Linked DNA regions of Pan troglodytes: region 2 is linked to region 1. Evidence: chromatin contacts called from public Hi-C data. All regions are on one chromosome and are shown on one strand. Each heading gives the region's core, a stretch centred on a gene start, on an enhancer-like site or on the middle of the called end of the contact. The rest is flanking DNA. Distances are from core to core; before and after follow the strand shown.

Region 1 (3,154 bases), core at 87-2,586:
TATATCTTACAAAAATATATGTAACAGTATTGTGCGTGTGTGTGTGTGTGTTTACAACATTTCTGGACAAGATTGTAGTGATGAGGCCATTATTGAGTAATGAAATTACTGTTATTTGTTTTTCTTGTGCCTTTATTTTCCAACTTTCTAAATGAAAATGTGCTGAATACAAATAAATAATAATGTAAGATAAAGTAAAAATAAATTTTTATTTAAGGTATTTCTTAAAAAGGGGGGTGAGGAAGGGTATTTAGAGTAAACCAAATCTGGAGCTGGACTCTGCTCTGACGGCGTGACCTTTGCCAAGTTACTTCACCTCCTTAACCCTCAGTTTCCTGACTTACTCAATGGGCACAATAAATTCTACTACATAAGGTTATCCTGAGTTAGTTTTCCCATTTCCATCCAGCTAATAAAAGCTTCTTTCTGCACTCTCTCTCCTGAGCCTTCTCCCTTCTCTGATCCCCTTAACAAAGTGGTTTGAAGCAATCATTTAGCACCACCTGTTATTACTACCTGCTTAGCGACTAGACGCCCACTTATTTGCAAAAGCCCTGCATTTTCTGGAATTAGCCTGCTATTCCGTGTTTTCCACTTAGATTCACTCAGAACCTGGTCCACAAAGAGACGTATGCACTTTTGCATACACAGAATACACTCAGGAATACTTCTGTGTTTTCGTACCTCGGTGTAAGATGCTGAGCCCACGGCTGGGGATCTCGTGTGATGAATGTCTGCAAATGTTTGAGTAAGGAGATGACTTGGGGAGGAAAAGGGCTGGGCTATTTGGTGGAAATCTGAGTTTAGATGAAGAGGCTTGACCATAATTGGGAAGTTCTTTTGCTAGCAGTTGGGCAACTCACCCATATGAAGAAAGCTCTTGAGTGGGACGAGGGGAAGGTCCGAGCATAGCTTCTTTTGGGGAAGTTATCCGGGTAGCCAGGCCTGGGACGCTCCCCGCGCTCCGCCCTCACTTCTCTCTTCCCCCGAAAACAGGCATTGAGAGGCTCTTACTGCCCTCACGTGGCCCCTTCTGGAACTGTCTTTGAGGAGACCCGCCCAGATTTAAACTGAATCACGGGGGCTGGAGAGCACACACGCAGGCTTGCCACTTAAGCTCATCTGTCCCCACTTAAGCTTCTAGCTACCAGGAAGCCGCTCTTCGAGCCTGTTTTCAAGCCTTTTTGGCCCTTCCGTCTCTTAAGTCCATGTTGTCTGAGCAAAGACCCTTTCTCCGTTGTAAGGAATTCTAAATCCTTTCGGCTGCAGCTTTCAGCAGCGCCTGGCATCCTGGCGGAAGAGAAAAAAGGGAAAAACAGCAGCCCAACTTGAGAACCAGAGCTGGGCCGTGACGCTGCTGCGGGGGACTCTGGGTCCCGTCTTCCCCGCTTTCCAGACCTGTGGTCTTCAAATGTGCTCGATAGTACACTCCCTAAAAGAATTTTTGCAAAGTCCTGTTTTTCCCTGTTAAATCAAGTTTAGCCTAAAGCTACTCACATATTTTAAGTTCAGCCTAAAGGTTTCTCTGTGCCTATAACCTAAAGGGAAGTGTAAATAGTCCCTCTCCCCCTTCACCCTCTCCTCTCCCGCTTTCTGTTTCTGCCTTATCTCTCTGACTCTTCTGCCTCCCTCCTGTTTTTAAGGGCCTGCCTGGATAACCCAGGATAATTTGCCTGTTTTAACGTCAGCTACTTAGTCATCTAAATTCCATCTGCAAAGTCCCTTCAGAGCAGTACAAAATTAGAATCTTGAAACCTTTAGAATTCAGCCAGCCACAACAACGATCAGCATTTTGCCAACCTTAGGTATCCAGGAGTTTTTGTTTTTAATTACAGTGATTTTTAAAAAACAGCTTATTTATTTATTTGACAGGGTCTTGCTCTGTGGCCCAGGCTGGAGTGCAGCGGCATGATCATAGCTCACTGTAACCTCAAACTCCCGGGCTCAAGCAATCCTCCTGCCTCAGCCTCCTGAGTAGCTAGGACTACAGGCACTTGCCACCACACCCGGCTAATTTTTAAAAGATTTTGTAGAGATGGGGGTCTCACTATGTTGCCCAGGCTGGTCTCAAATTACTGGCCTCAAGTTGTCCTCCTGCCTCAGCCTCCTAAAGTGCTGAGATTACAGATGTGAGCCACTGTGCCCACCCAAGACAGCTTTATTGAGATATAATTCACATGCTATGTAATTCACCCAAAGTATATCTGCAATGGTTTTGGGTATATTACATTATTAATTTTAAAAATTGTAAAATATGTATATATCATGAAATTTGCCATGTTAATAATTTTTTTTTTTTTTGAGACAGAATCTTGCTCTGTTGCCAGGCTGGAGTGCAATGGCACGATCTCAGCTCACTGCAACCTCCGCCTCCCGGGTTCAAGCGATTCCTCTACCTCAGCCTCCTGAGTAGCTGGGACTACAGGTGCGCACCACCACACCCGGCTAATTTTTTACATTTTAGTAGAGACCAGGTTTCACCATGTTGGCGAAGATGGTCTTGATCTCCTGACCTTGTGATCCGCCCGTCTTGGCCTCCCAAAGTGCTGGGATTACAGGCGTGAGCCACCGTGCCCAGCCATTAATAATTCTTAAGTGTACAAGTCACTGACATTTATTACATTCGCAATATTGTGCAACCATCACCACTATTTCCAATACTTTTCATTTTCCCAGGTAAGAATTCTGTAGCCATTGAGCAATAACTCTCCATTCCACCTCCCCACAGCCCCCGGTAACCTTTGATCTACTTTCAGTCTCCATGAATTGGTCCATTCTAGATACCTCATATAAATGGAAGCGCATATATTGCTTGATAGTTTGTGTCTGGCTTATTTCCCACAGCATAATGTCCTGACGGTTCATCTGTGTTGTAGCATGTATCAGGATTTCATTTGTTAGGCTCAGTGATATTCCATTTTATGTACATAACGTATTTTGTTTATCCATTCATCTGTTGATGGACACTTGGGTTGTTTCCATCTTTTGGCTACAGTGAATGATATTGCAATGGACAGTAACACAGAAGCATCTGTTCCAGCCCTTGTTTTCTATTATTTTGGGTATAGTCCTAGGAGTGGAACTGCTGGATCATATAGTAATTCTATATTCAACTTTTTGAGGAACCACCAAGCTGTCTGTTTTCATTCCCATC
Region 2 (3,093 bases), core at 134-2,633, 470 kb before region 1:
TTGCCGAATACTTTCTACTTATAAGGCATAGAGTGCTGAACTGCAAACACTCAATTCTAATTTTAAGAACTTTTGGATTAGAAAACAGCTGTTTTGGGGAGAGATGGTAAGGAAAAAAAGTCCCAGTATAGTTACAAAATTAAGTATTACATAATATTTAAAAGAGCTTTCTAGGTTTCTTTCATGTTCTAGGGCAAGCCATTAAAGAAGAAGACAAGAGATACAGGGAAAGCTAAAGTAGTGTTCAGGGTGGTGGAACCCACTAACAAAACAATCGGCTGGGCACCGTGAGTAAAGCATTCTATTAGGCTGTGACGCGAAACAAGAACAAAGGTTTCATTCCTACGAGAGATTAAGTTTTAGAGCAAATGGACATGATCGTTAAAGAATTTGATATTTCCATGTAAACTGCATTAGCAGGTTATGCGATCCAAACTCAGGAACAACTCCACTCTCGGCCATGCCCTATTTCATGTCTAGATTTGTTTAACCGACTTACATCATAATCCAAGAATACGAACTACAGTATATTGTTACAGCAAAGTTATTCCTTAAAAGCAAAACCGAGCCACCTTTGAAAACACGCACACACATTATCCACGGCACTAAAACCCCAGTCTTGACCGAGAAAGACCAACAACTTGGAGGGGAAGAAAACAACTTCAGAGCCAGAGCTCCCAAAGCAGAAAGCGCTGGCGGCTGAAGGGCACACGAGGTTCCGCTCCCGGGCGAACCGGCGGCGTCGGACATCACTAACCAGGCCTGGGGACGGGCGAAGGACTTGCAGCTGCGGGCGCCGGCTCTGCGGCCGTTAAGGGAAACGGGGAAGTGAGAAGCGGCGGGGACACGAAAAGAGAAAAGCTCCCTCAAGTTTGCCCGATGTTAACGCTCCAAGGATGAAAAGAGCCGTTTGTTTCGTCTGGGGACCGTCGCGTTTGGCCCTTCCCCCGCCTCCAACAATTCCCGGCGAAGCCCCGCGGCACCAAGCCGGGCCTCCCACCCCCACGGCGGCCGCCAACCCGCCCGGCCCCAGGACCTCACCTGCAGGGCCGGCCCCGGAGGCGCGGGCGGGCGGCGGGGAGCGCAGCCGCAGCCAGAGGTGCAGCGCGGCCCCGAGCACACACGGGCACAGCAGCACCAGCCAGTTTCGCATTGGCCGCCCCCGCCGCGAGCCGGGCTCTACCGCGTCCCGGCGGAGAGGGAGGGGACCTGCAAGTGCGGAGACTGAGGGGCGGCGGCTGACGAGCGACCCTCCGAGCACGCCCACCCTCGCGCTCGGCGACGTCTGGGGGGGCTCCTCGCAGCTCCCGGCCCCGCTCCTCCGGTCCCTCAGACCGCGGGTGGCCGCGGCTTAGCCGGCCGAAGCCCCGCCCCCTCCGCCTCGCCTTCCCACCGGCTCCGCCCACCTTTTCTCCCACTCGCCCCGCCCTCTCCTCCCGCGTTTCCACACGCGTCCGCCAGCCGGCCGGGAGCTGAAGTCCCGCTCTGGGCCCAGGCAGGGGGCGCCCGCGGTTTAGAAACCACATTTCCCATGAGCCTAAGCACGCACTTCCGTCACTCGGCGGCCGCGGGGACGAAGCGCGAGGCCCCACACAGAGCATGCGCATCCCCCTTGACGTTTGCTGCCACCCCACGGCCCAGGGGAGGTAGTGCCGGAGACCCGGTGCTCGGAGGCTGCCCGGAGCCGCGAAGGGAAATGCGCTTTGCCTCAGATTTGAAGGAAATCCGAGTGGCTCTTGTGTGAAATCACGCAGAGCTCCTTTGTTCCGCGTGCTCTCTTGCTCGACTGCTGTGGGAGGTGGGATCCTGCTGACATCTCCTTGGCCCGTAGAGTGGGGCGAGGAAGCCCGAGTGTCCGCGCCTGGAGCGGTGACTCATCAGGGATTAGCTCTGGTGCCGTGGGTTCCCGGCTCTTTGCCCGGTTCTGTGCTCTGGGAACGCAGGGTGACAGACAGCGAGCTGGGGACTAGGCTGTGGAGCACGATGATGACGAGCCAATCAGGGTAGAACTGCACGTGCTCCGGGTTCATACTGGAGCTGGGAGCGAAACGGGAGCCGGGCGAGCTGGGAGAACGTGGGCTCCGGGGACCTGGGGAAGGGTGGCCGCAGCGCGCCTTCCAGGCAGAACGCCGGCCCCGCGTCTTGCGGCTTTGCCCCGGGTGGGAGCCCTCCTGGCCCACCAGGCCCGCGCCGAGGCAGCCGGAAAGCGGGGACGGGGCGGTGAAGGCACTGGGGTGAGGATGGGAGAGAAGGATGAGAACGAGCGGCTGGGCTATGGGGGCGGTTTTTGTTTCTGCTTTTGTTTTTGAGACGGAGTCTCACTCTGTCACCCAAGCTGTAGTGCAATGGCGCGATCTCGGCTCGCTGCAACCTCCGCCTCCTGGGTTCAAGCGATTCTCCTGCCTCAGCCTCCTGAGTGGCTGGGATTACAGGCGCCCGCCACTGCGCCCAGCTAATTTTTGTATTTTTTTTGTAGAGACGAGGTTTCGCCATGTTGGCCAGGCTGGTCTCCAGCTCCTGACCTCAGGTGATCCGCCCGCCTCGGCCTCCCAAAATGCTTGGATTACAGGCGTGAGCCACCGCGCTCGGCCGCGGTTTTTTTTTTTTTTTTTTTTTTTTTTAAGTTTCCACAAGTGTGGAAACAGAAGGTGACTGTATTATTGAAAAAAAGTCTTGGATGACAGAAGACCCAACTCAAACAGGCTTAAGGGAAAAAAGTACTTTGGCTCGCGGTGGCTCACGCGTGTAATCCCAGCACTTTGGGAAGCCGAGGTGGGCGGATCACTTGAGGGCAGGAGTTCGAGACTAGCCTGGGTAACATGGTGAAACCCTGTCTCTACTAAAAATACAAAAATTAGTCGGGCGTAGTGGTGGGCACCTGCAGTCCCAGCTACTCAGGAGGCTGAGGCAGGAGGATCGCTTGAACCCAGGAGGCGGAGGTTGCAGTGAGCCGAGATCGCGCCATTGCACTCCAGCCTGGGTGACAGAACGAGACTCTGTCTCAAAAACAAACAAACAAACAACAACAACAAAAAAGAAAAGGCAAGAAAGTAATAATTGGTTGCCAGAAAAAGTATACTATTTTTATCCTCA

The links. Hi-C and Micro-C count contacts between places; a contact is called where the count stands out from the background.
Region 2: a Hi-C map of stem cell-derived neural progenitor cells shows a contact between it and region 1, with 5 times the contacts expected there. The contact joins the promoter of B3GALNT2 here to the enhancer-like site in region 1. A contact is called at or near these places in 1 of 7 Hi-C or Micro-C datasets (stem cell-derived neural progenitor cells) and 1 of 1 datasets of contacts at active chromatin or transcription factors (stem cell-derived excitatory neurons).

What each region holds. Positions count from the first base shown.
Region 1 is chr1:13,193,648-13,196,801 of NHGRI_mPanTro3-v2.0_pri, reverse strand. No RefSeq gene overlaps it. Among named protein-coding and RNA genes, the nearest start is that of LYST, 88 kb to the left of the region's middle. Within about 2 kb of position 1,336, at least 13 of the 24 cell types and tissues checked have an H3K27ac peak or open chromatin away from gene starts, as enhancers often do. A contact at or near this core is called in stem cell-derived neural progenitor cells, where this site is marked.
Region 2 is chr1:13,659,249-13,662,341 of NHGRI_mPanTro3-v2.0_pri, reverse strand. It overlaps B3GALNT2 (beta-1,3-N-acetylgalactosaminyltransferase 2), which reads right to left and starts at 1,383. Exons shown (of 13, transcript XM_054660491.2): 1 at 1,042-1,383. The coding sequence starts at 1,153.